Regions from separate parts of the Urocitellus parryii genome. Here region 2 is linked to region 1. Evidence: chromatin contacts called from public Hi-C data. All regions are on one chromosome and are shown on one strand. The core of a region is the stretch at or near the end of the contact, and the rest is flanking DNA. Distances in the headings are between cores, read along the strand shown. Region 1 holds the start of Pds5a (PDS5 cohesin associated factor A). Region 2 holds the start of Lias (lipoic acid synthetase).

What was found. Hi-C and Micro-C count contacts between places; a contact is called where the count stands out from the background.
Region 2: a contact with region 1 is called in a Hi-C map of liver, with 10 times the contacts expected there. The contact joins the promoter of Lias here to the promoter of Pds5a in region 1. A contact is called at or near these places in 2 of 2 Hi-C or Micro-C datasets (liver and muscle).

What each region holds. Positions count from the first base shown.
Region 1 is chr10:114,502,491-114,507,306 of mUroPar1.hap1, reverse strand. It overlaps Pds5a (PDS5 cohesin associated factor A), which reads right to left and starts at 3,314. Exons shown (of 32, transcript XM_026385599.2): 1 at 3,210-3,314; 2 at 2,182-2,359. The coding sequence starts at 2,319.
Region 2 is chr10:114,907,700-114,912,889 of mUroPar1.hap1, reverse strand. Lias (lipoic acid synthetase) reads left to right here and starts at 3,066. Exons shown (of 11, transcript XR_003300511.2): 1 at 3,066-3,198; 2 at 5,115-5,190. It overlaps Rpl9 (ribosomal protein L9), which reads right to left and starts at 2,531. Exons shown (of 7, transcript XM_026385869.2): 1 at 2,430-2,531; 2 at 2,231-2,346; 3 at 1,588-1,683; 4 at 609-741. The coding sequence starts at 2,475.

The DNA.
Region 1 (4,816 bases), core at 2,065-4,564:
CAGTATTTCTGATACTGAACCTATTTCAAGTGGAAAATATAAAGATATAATTTTCCACTTTTTTTTTTAAAGAGAGAGAGACAGAGAGAGAGAAGAGAGAATTTTTTAATATTTATCTTTCAGTTTTTGGTGGACACAACATCTTTATTTTTATGTGGTGCTAAGAATCAAACCCAGCGCCCCCGCGCATGCCAAGCGAGCACATTACCTCTTGAGCCACATCCCCAGCCCCTAATTTTCCACTTTTAATCAATTATTCACCACTAGAATTCAGGGTGTGAATATTTTTAATTGGAAAATAAAATTTAACATCTATAAACTTCTTATTTAGCTTTATATTTCACAATTTTTCAGGTTCTCACTCAAAACACCTAGAATAACTTTAAGAAGCATCAATTAAATACCTCATTCCAGCAGGTTGGGAGGCTGAGGCAGGAGGACAAGTTGGAGGTCAGCCTCAGAAACCTAGTGAGATCCCCATTTCAAAACAAAAAACTGGGAGCTGGATGTGGTGGCATGACTGTAGTCCCAGTGACACGGGAGGCTGAGGCAAGAGGATTGAAAGTTCAAGGCCAATATCAGCAACTTAGCTAGACCCGGTCTCAAAACATAAAAAGGGCTAGGGATGTAACTCAGAGGTTAAACATCCCTAGGTTCAATACCCCCATAACAAAAAAAGGTGTGTGTGTGTGGGGGGGGGAGTCTAACTGAGTAATAGAATACCTTGGGTTCAATCCCCAGTACCCTGCTCCCAAAATTAAGTACCTCAATTCATGTCTAATCTTTGATATCAAAATTTGTTTTAGGCTGCAGAGTATAAATCAATGGTAGAATGCGTGCTTTAGCATGTGAGGCTCTGGGTTCAACCCCCAGTACCACTAAAAATTTGGAGAGGAAAAAAAAAAAAAAAGCTGTTTTAGTGAAACTGAGTCTTATCCCTTCCAAACAAACTGAAGAGTCTAATTAGATTTTAGAAACTATAGGAATACTTTAGAACAACACTGTATATACATTTACCAGGTACTATACTAAACTCTAAGAAAAAAAAGGCAAGATCAGTTCCCACAAATTCACCAAGTTGTTCAAGTAAGAAAAATCACCACGATTGTTTCTTCCGTCACCTCCCACCATTTCTGATTTTAACTTTGAAACTTCCCTTGAACATTCCTTATCTCTATCCCCACTGTCATAGCACTATTTGCAAGATTTTAACATCTTTTACCTAGACTACGGAGTTGAACATTTTCCTAGCTGATCTGCCTCAGGTCTTTCCCTAATCTAACCCAAATTGTGACAACCAAAATTCTCTGGCATTGTTTTTAATATTCCCTGGGGGGGCTGGGGATGTGGCTCAAGCGGTGGCCTGGAATGCATGCAGCCGGGTTCGATCCTCAGCACCACATACAAACAAAGATGTTGTGTCCGCTGAAAACTAAAAAATAAATATTAAAAATTCTCTCTCTAAAAAAAAAAAAAAAAATATTCCCTGGGGGTCAAAGCTGCCCTAATTGAGAACCACTGCTTCAAGATGATCACACAAGAATAGCTGTGACCACAATCTATGTCCATGGAATGGAAAGCAAAGAACTGATCAACTTAAAGTTGAAATTCACATGACCACCATACTTATACTAAATAAGTTGAGGTCTCATAAAAAGAGCAACACTCTTTCTTAAGCTCAAATAAACACAGGAACTTAAGTCATCACCTTAAGTCTGAATTTTGAAAAACTAGTACCTTCTGTCAATGTTTAAGCACACATCTGATTATCAACTTCTCAGATGCTGATGAAAACAGAAATGTTCCTAGGCAAATTACTGCCTTAACTTAAGAATGACAGCTACTTAAACAGTAGTCTCATAAAACGAAATATTCACGGGGTGTGTGTGGGGGGGAGTACTTTACAAACACCTGAATTCTTATGCTTGAAAAACAGTAAGATTTTCTTTAAAATCACACTCTTTTTTAATTTCCCGTAAGTCATTTTCCTACATAACTTATTCAAAGATGTATTCAAGACAGAACAAATACCTTTTAGAAGAGATAAAATGAGAAGAAAGGGGGGGGGGAGAGGAGACCTTGGCAGCTGAACTGTAAGGCCAGGCAGAGTAGTGCAGTAATACCACAGGAGACAGGGTCTGAAAAACATCTCGGAGTGCGAACAGTCTGTTCAGACCTTACCTTCAGTCGTTTGATCATCTCGTCCGTGGTGATCTTGTCGGTGATTTCCTTTACTCCCGGAGGGTAAGCGATCTTCCCGTCCGCACTCACGACGCCACACAGGGCAGTGGCAGGCTTGGGCTGCGCGGTGAAGTCCATCCTGGGGGACAACTTTTCTTTCACAGTCCTCTACCGGCCTCTATCGGTCAGAAAACCAAAGTTCAGCGGGAAAGGGGCGACTTTGTAACCTCTTTTTTCATTTCAAAAATCTCTAATCTGGAACGGGTTCTTTCTCCCCCGGGGCCGGGAACCCGGAGGCAGCCTGTTCATCCGCCCGGTCCCGGGGTCCGGACCCCACCGACGGCCCGTCGCCCACACCCGCGCCAGCCCGGGGCCCGCGGGGCTCCCGGGCACCAGCCACCACGGCCGCAGGAGGCGCCGAGCAGCGGCCAGAGTTTCCCATTCCGCCTTTCACAATGAAATGTACCCCCGAGCACCAAGGTCTTAAGTTTGTCGGCCGGGGGAGGCCGGCGAGGATCCCAAGGCCCCGTCTCGGCCAGAGAGCAGCACGGAGTCCCCACCCGGCCGTTCCCCTCCGGGAAAGGAGACGCGAGGCCTATAGGGCTCGGCTTAGGCCGCAAAACTAGGGACCCGACCGGACCCACACGCCGCGGCGGCTCCCGGGAACAAAACGCCCTTGCCCGGCTGAGATTCCGGGCCCGGGCAGTCCCCGCTGCGCTCCTGCCCCTCCCCTGTCCCGCTCCTCACCCCCGCGGGAGGGGAAAACAAGCCGCCCTCACCCCCAACCCCACGCCAGGAAGCGGCTGACGCGGCTCCGCACTTCACATTTTGTTCCTTCAACTTCGGCTGAGGGATCCCGGCGGCTTCTCTTGGCCCCGGCCACTGGGCGCCACCCGGCACCGCCGAGGCCTCAGCGGCACCTCCGGGCAACCCCGCCGGGCCTCGGACCCGCGCCCCCCCTCTGCTCTCCCCTTCCGTCCCCTCCCTCCACCAGCCGAGGGCGGGAGCCGAGCCGCCGCCGCCTTTACCTCCTACTCATGCGGGCGGAAGGTGCATCAAGCGCCCGGGCCTCTGTCAGGTGGTTGCGCCGCCGCCCCTCGTCGGGCTGCACACAAAGCGGCTCCGCGGGTCCCGCCGCCGCCGCCGCCGCCCGCCCGCCCGCCCCGGAGCGGCGCTGGGGCTGGCGGTGCCGAGAAGGAGCAGCCGCCGCGGGGGGAGACGCGGGGCGAGTATGCGCTGGGCGGGGAGACAGTGCCGCTCTCCGTCTGGCCGAGGAAGAGCAGCCTCGGAGAAGGCTCCTCCGGGAGCGTGTGCGCGTGTGTCCGCCCCGGACCCCCGCGGCCCGCCCGCCCGCACCTAGTGCCGACCCGGACCTGGACACCCCTAGACGCGGCGCGCGCCCGGCCGTCCGAGCCCCCGGGAGCCGGCGCGTCGTACACACACCGGCCGGTCACGCGAGCGGCGCGAGAGCACGCGAGAGCAGCGCGCGCGCCTCGCTCCCTCCCCTTCCTCCGCCGGCCGTGCCTCCGCCTCCCTCGGGCCCGAGACCGCCGCGCGGGGCGAACAGCGCCGCCACCCGGTTGGCGCCAAGACCTGCCCGCGCGGGGCGCCTCCGGGAGGACCGGACCCCAGAGGACGAGCGGAGGAGGAGCCCGGGTGGCGGGAAGCGAACCCCGTCCTCGCAGGGCCGCGCGGACGAGCAGGGCGAACAGAGCTTTCTTTAACCTTTCGCCGCCCACTTGAGTTCATGACTTTTGGAGTATCACCCTGAGGGACGTGGACAGAAGTAGTTGAAAAACGGTTAGTTACCCGGTGAAACGAACTGATTTCCTCCCCAGGGACACATCTACAAACTGAAGGAAAGTTTTGCAACATGGAACGACATGGGCTGCTGCTTAGTCTCTTATCTTCTGAGTTGTCACCAGAGTTCGTACCCTCCTCCACCGGAAACTTCTAAAATTAATATATTGAAAGCTGCAAAATATGAAAATAGCACTGAGATAAGTTCTTGAGGTATGGTCTTTGGACTACTGGCTTCCCTATCACTTCGGCTACTAATCAGAATCTCCCAGTGGAACCCAGAATTATTTTTTTCTTTTTACAAATTTTTACAAAATTTTTTTACAATTTAGCGAGATGGTTCTTGTAGATATGGAAAACCTCGCTTGTTTATTTTGTTTTATGTTTTAAATGTGCCAAGGATTAACTTTTCTTTTCATCCAAAGGAAAACAACTCTCGAGGAAAGTTCAGGAAAGCAGTATTTGAGCAATCTAAGGCAAATATTGAACAAATAAACCTAAGAATGCATAAATAATTTCAGAAAGCGAAGTTGAAAAAAGAAAACAATAATAACATTTAGCTCCTGAAACTGACTACTAGCATCATTTAAAATATTTGATTATTTATTATTGATGAATATTCTTTGACTTTTTGTTTGTTTGTTTGTTAGTACCGGGGATTAACTTAAACCCAAGGGTGCTTAACCACTAAGCTATATCCCCAGCCCTTTTTTTTTTGAGACAGGGTCTTGTTGAATTGCGTGGGGCTCCACTAAGTTGCTGAGAGTGGCTTTGAACTTGGTATTCTCCTGTCTCAGCCTCCAGAGTCACTGGGTACAGATGTGCCACCAGGCCT
Region 2 (5,190 bases), core at 1,817-4,316, 410 kb before region 1:
ACTAGCCTCAGCAACTTAGAGAGACCCTGTCTCAAAATAAAAAAGGACTAGGGATGTAGCTTAGTGGTGGTTACACACCCCTGGGTTCAATTCCTGCACCAAAAACAAAGTTCTGTACCAACTCTTTGTACATATTTATTATCCCCAAAAGTTTATTTTTTACATGGGGATTCTCATTAAATGTTGCAGAAAACAGCTATTACCTCAGCACCATATACAAAGAAAGATGTTGTGTCTGCCGAGAACTAAAAAATAAATGTTAAAATTTAAACCTAGGCAGAATGTAGGCTAATAACTAAGATACTTTTGGAATCTAAAAGTTTTTATCACCAAGAAATAGGAGATGAACATGTTAAATATCCTAATTTGATCATTCTACTTATGCATATGTCCATCAAAACATCACAATGCAGCCAGATATGGTGGCACTTGCCTGTAATCCCAGAAATTTGGGAGGCAGAGACAGGAGGATCACAAGTTCAAAGCTATCCTTAGAGCAATATATCCTTAGACAATTCTGAAATACTTATAGTCACAACCAACCCAAAAAACCAGGCTTCAAAAGACTTACAATTTCTGAATCATATCTGAGGGCACATACAACATACCTGTCCTCATCCGAACCCTTCGGATGTATTTTTCACCCAAGAAATTTCGGATTTCAACGAGAGACCCATTCTCCTGAATAACAACGTTGATGGGGAAGTGAGCATACACAGACCTCATCTTGTAACGGAAGCCCTAGTTAAAAGAAATTCACTTTAAAATTTAGTAGGATGCTTATGTTACTTATAATTTAAACAGTTCCCATATTGCATTCATTGCAAGGTTTCCTAACAACTGACACCTGTACTAACCCTCCTACAACATTTTTATTATTGGTACACTATAGGTACACAATTTTATGTCTCCTCACTGGACAGCAAAGCTTCTTAAAGAAGCACTTATTTTGTTACCTTTATGACCACAGTAAACAATACTAACACCTTTTAATGAGAACTCCCCAAATCCCACATTTTCAGACTAACATTTACTAAGACTAATGGCAGAATTGAGAATATCAAGTATGACAGGGCTTCTACCTTCTGGAATCAGGGATACGCAGTAGAAACATTTAATAGGTCCATAATAGAGGTTAAACGCAGGATTCCCTTATTAGGTATAGTCTAGAGGGACCAGGTTTTAATGCATACACACAAGTCAACACAAACTTTACTTTAGGGGCTTGAAATCAATAGTGACATCAGACATGCATTTAGGGAAACAGGCAGGGTTGTAGGGTCCTAATGGTGGCTTTCCATTAAGTAAGCAAAGCCTACCTATGTGCTATGGCATAGCAGATTTTCTATTAATAATAAATAAATAGGATGTGGCTCAGTGATAGAGCACTTGGCACCAGCATGGGTTCGAGCTCCAGCACTATAGTAAAAAAGTTCCACACCCTCAGCCTACTCTTATGGTTAATCCATTCCTGGCCATAGACATCTACCTCTATATATAATACATACACACACATATAATACAGCTTAGAAAACTTTCAAAAGTAAAATAAAGGAGTGGGCGGAATGTCTTTATTAGTCAGCTTACCAGTGTAACACCCTTGATCATGTTCTGTACATGACTACAGATGGTGCGAACAGTGGCCAGTTCCTTTCTATTTCCCCACCATTTGTCAACCCGTAGCTGTAACACAACAAAAACTTCCCATAAATAAGTAGGCTGGAAGGAGAACAGTTCATTTTTTTTCCCAACGAATTACTCTAGATTCTAGAATTAACCCCAATTAAAGCATAGGATTTTCAACTGGGAAAATCCAACCACATACAGAGTCTCCTACATTTCACAAATGTTTTTATTGCTGTACAAAGGTACCTAGATTCACGTTGAAAACTCCCAAACAAGTTGCAACAAACTTCACCACTGGAAAATAAAATCAAGTCCAAAAAAATCCCCATTACTGGTTTAAATTCTTACTTTTTAAGCAATCACATAAATAAATTTAACTTGTATTAGTGTTAAAACCGCTTTGAGAATGACTACTAGATATTGAGCTTTACAGTACATTGTATTCAGAATCTGATATTCCAACCTCATTAAAGCAAAATTTATTTTGGATGCTAAACTTAAAAGCCAAACGTCGCTCAATTGGGAAACTTTACAAGCAACCAAATTTAATGCTATTACAAATAACTACCATCCGAACGAGCAACATAAGTTATCTACACCTTACCCTCTTTTTTTTCTTTCCAAGGAGGCTGAGTTCCACATTGATATGATTGAAATCCCTCCGGAGGGTTCCTCTTGGGCCCTTCACAATAACTGTGCGTCCCTTCAGAGTAATGTCGACTACGAGAGAGAATGAATTCCGAGATTACAGAAGGCTTAGAACACGTAGTAAACACCCATCAGAAAAACCGCAAGTACCGTACCATTTTCTGGAATGTCGACAGTCTGATTGCTGAGAATGGTCTTCATTCTGAAACACAAACACTTGGAGTCAGGCCAGTGCAGGGAGTGTTTTCGCCAAACAGAGTTCCACTCCCACAGGAAAGTGCCGGGAGACGTGGGAGGATATAAGATGACCCAAACTAAGAGTGGCCTCCGGTGCGTCCGGGGCTGGTAGGTGCAGCCCCCAAAGAGGTGTTACGAAGCCTTGCTGGCTAACACACTGTCGGCCCAACCCTGGAATCCCAGCCCGGCGCGCCATCCCGGTAAGGCAGAGCGGTAGGGTTAGGCCTAAAGCCCCAATACAGAACTCGCATCTCGCGCCAGCAGATCCACACGGCACTCGCCGCGCCGGGAGACAATCAGGGTAAAGGCTGAGAGCGCAAAACCCATGCTGTTAGCTTTCCTAGAGCCGATGGCTTCAGATTCCCAGGGCCCACAAAAATCACTATCCTCCTCACCTCGCAGTAGATACGGGAAAGAGAGAGCGTCTTTCGTCATCACGTATTTGTAGCCCGTAAGGACTCTGCGTATTGCGTAATGAGTGCGCGACGCCACTAAGACTAAAGCAGCCAATTGCGGAACAGTTCAAGCTACTCGGGCTTAGGGGTAGTTCTGGTGATTGTCATAAGCCGAGCGACGGTTTATCGATCAGTCTTTTCCCTGGCATTGGTGTGATCCCTCGACCCTACTAGGTCTAAAGAGGCGATGTCTCTACGCGGCGGGGACGCTGCTCGCACCCTGGGGCTCCGGGTGAGCAGCGGGGCGACAAGCGTGCAGGCGTGGGGTGAGGGGTTCCCATCTCTTCAGAGCACTCCGTAATGAAGGCCAACGCTTTTGCTTGCAGCCAGGCACTTTTCTAAACGTTTATCGTATTATCTCGTTTAATTCTCCTGACATCCCCATGAAGTAGTCCCTGATCTTGTTTTGTTTGAAGGTCTCTCTGGGTCGGTGATGATGGGTTTTGGTTTTGTCTTTTTTTTTTTTTTCCTGCTTAGAGTGGTTTGTTCCTTATATTTAAAGGACCACAACAGTGCTCAACCCACATCGTTGGGCTCTTCCTGTATATTAGACACCACTCTTGCAGCTGAGAACACAGCCTGCCCTCTGGGCTAAAGCTGTAGACTGGATAAGTGCACTACCAATCATGCAGTGCTCTAACAGATATTTTTTTTCTTTTGAACTGTTGAAGATCCCTTTAATTTTACAGTGTTTTGCCTGTCTCGTGCATGTTTGTATTCAGATCTAGAAGTCAAATACTGTGGTTTCTTACACAAATGCGCACTGGTTAACTGCCAGGTTCTAGCACAGAAACAGGGCCGGGGACTGTAGTTTAAAGGGAAAGTGAGTCCTTCGCAAGTGTGAGTGCTGGGTAATTCAATTCCAGCATCACCCAAACAAACAAAAACCAAGACACCAGCATAAACTAGTGCGAGAGGCTGGTGGGCTTAGGTTTGGTTTTACTACTTCCAGTTTTCTGGAACCAACTAGATATTAGCACTACATTTTAACATGTTTACTTTACCCCAAACACAAAGCTAGAGGGATTTATTGCAAATTTCCTTTTAAACATATCTGACTCAAGTCAGGAATAGAAAATGTATAGCCTTGGCATCTTCAGTTACTGCAGTTTAAGTTTGTTGAAAGACGAAGTGTTAGTACTGTTAAGAAGGGTAGTGAACCTGGCCACCTTAGCCCACCCTTGTAATGTCAACTATTTGAGAGGATACCAAGTTCAAGGTCAGACTCAGCAATTTAGCAAGACCCTGTCTCAAAATATAAAGTAAAAAGGGCATAAAAGTGTGATCTATGATAGATACTTCCAAAGGTTTTTAAATCTATTCTAAACTTGGTATTCAGAAGTTCATTCCTAATCTTCTTTGGGTTTGTTTCCTTCTAGATTCTTCTTTAATCTTAGATTCCAATCTTTTTTTTTTTTTTTAAAGAGAGAGTGAGAGAGGGGAGAGAGACAGAGAGAGAATTTTTTTAATATTTATTTTTTAGTTCTCGGCGGACACAACATCTTTGTTGGTATGTGGTGCTGAGGATCGAACCCGGGCCGCACGCATGCCAGGCGAGCGCGATACCGCTTGAGCCACATCCCCAGCCCCTTAGATTCCAATCTTGTAAGCAGTAAACCACTTGATATAATTCCTGCATCACTTCTTTTTTTTTTTTAATTTTTGATTGTAGATGAACACAATATCTTCTATTTATTTATTTATTTATTTATTTTATTTATATGTGGTGCTGGGGCTCGAACCCAGGGCCTCACACGTGCAAGGCAAGTGCTCTACCACTGTGCTACAGCTCCAGCCCCCTGCATCACTTCTTTGCTTTTACCCTCCATTCCTTTTAGATTTGTTCTATTGTGGGGTTTTTTTGTTGTTGTTGTTTTTGTGTTACTGGGGATGAAACCCCCCGGGGTGGGGGGAGCACTCTTCCACTGAACTATATCCCCAGTCCTTTTTATTTTTTATTTTGAGATGGGGTCTCACCAGATTGTCCAAGCTGGCCTCAAACTCAAAGTTCTCCTGCCTCATTCTCCCTAGTCTCTAAGAGTACAGGCATACACCATAGCACCAGGTATCTTTTAGATATTATAATGGGTTAAAACTAAATTATCCCAGAACCCACTAAATGAATGTCATAATGAACTCTTTCTTTAGGTATTTGGAAGATATTTATACAGTCCAATCAGGTCATTAAGTTCTTTGCCAGATAAAAAAAAAGAATTTTTACAGA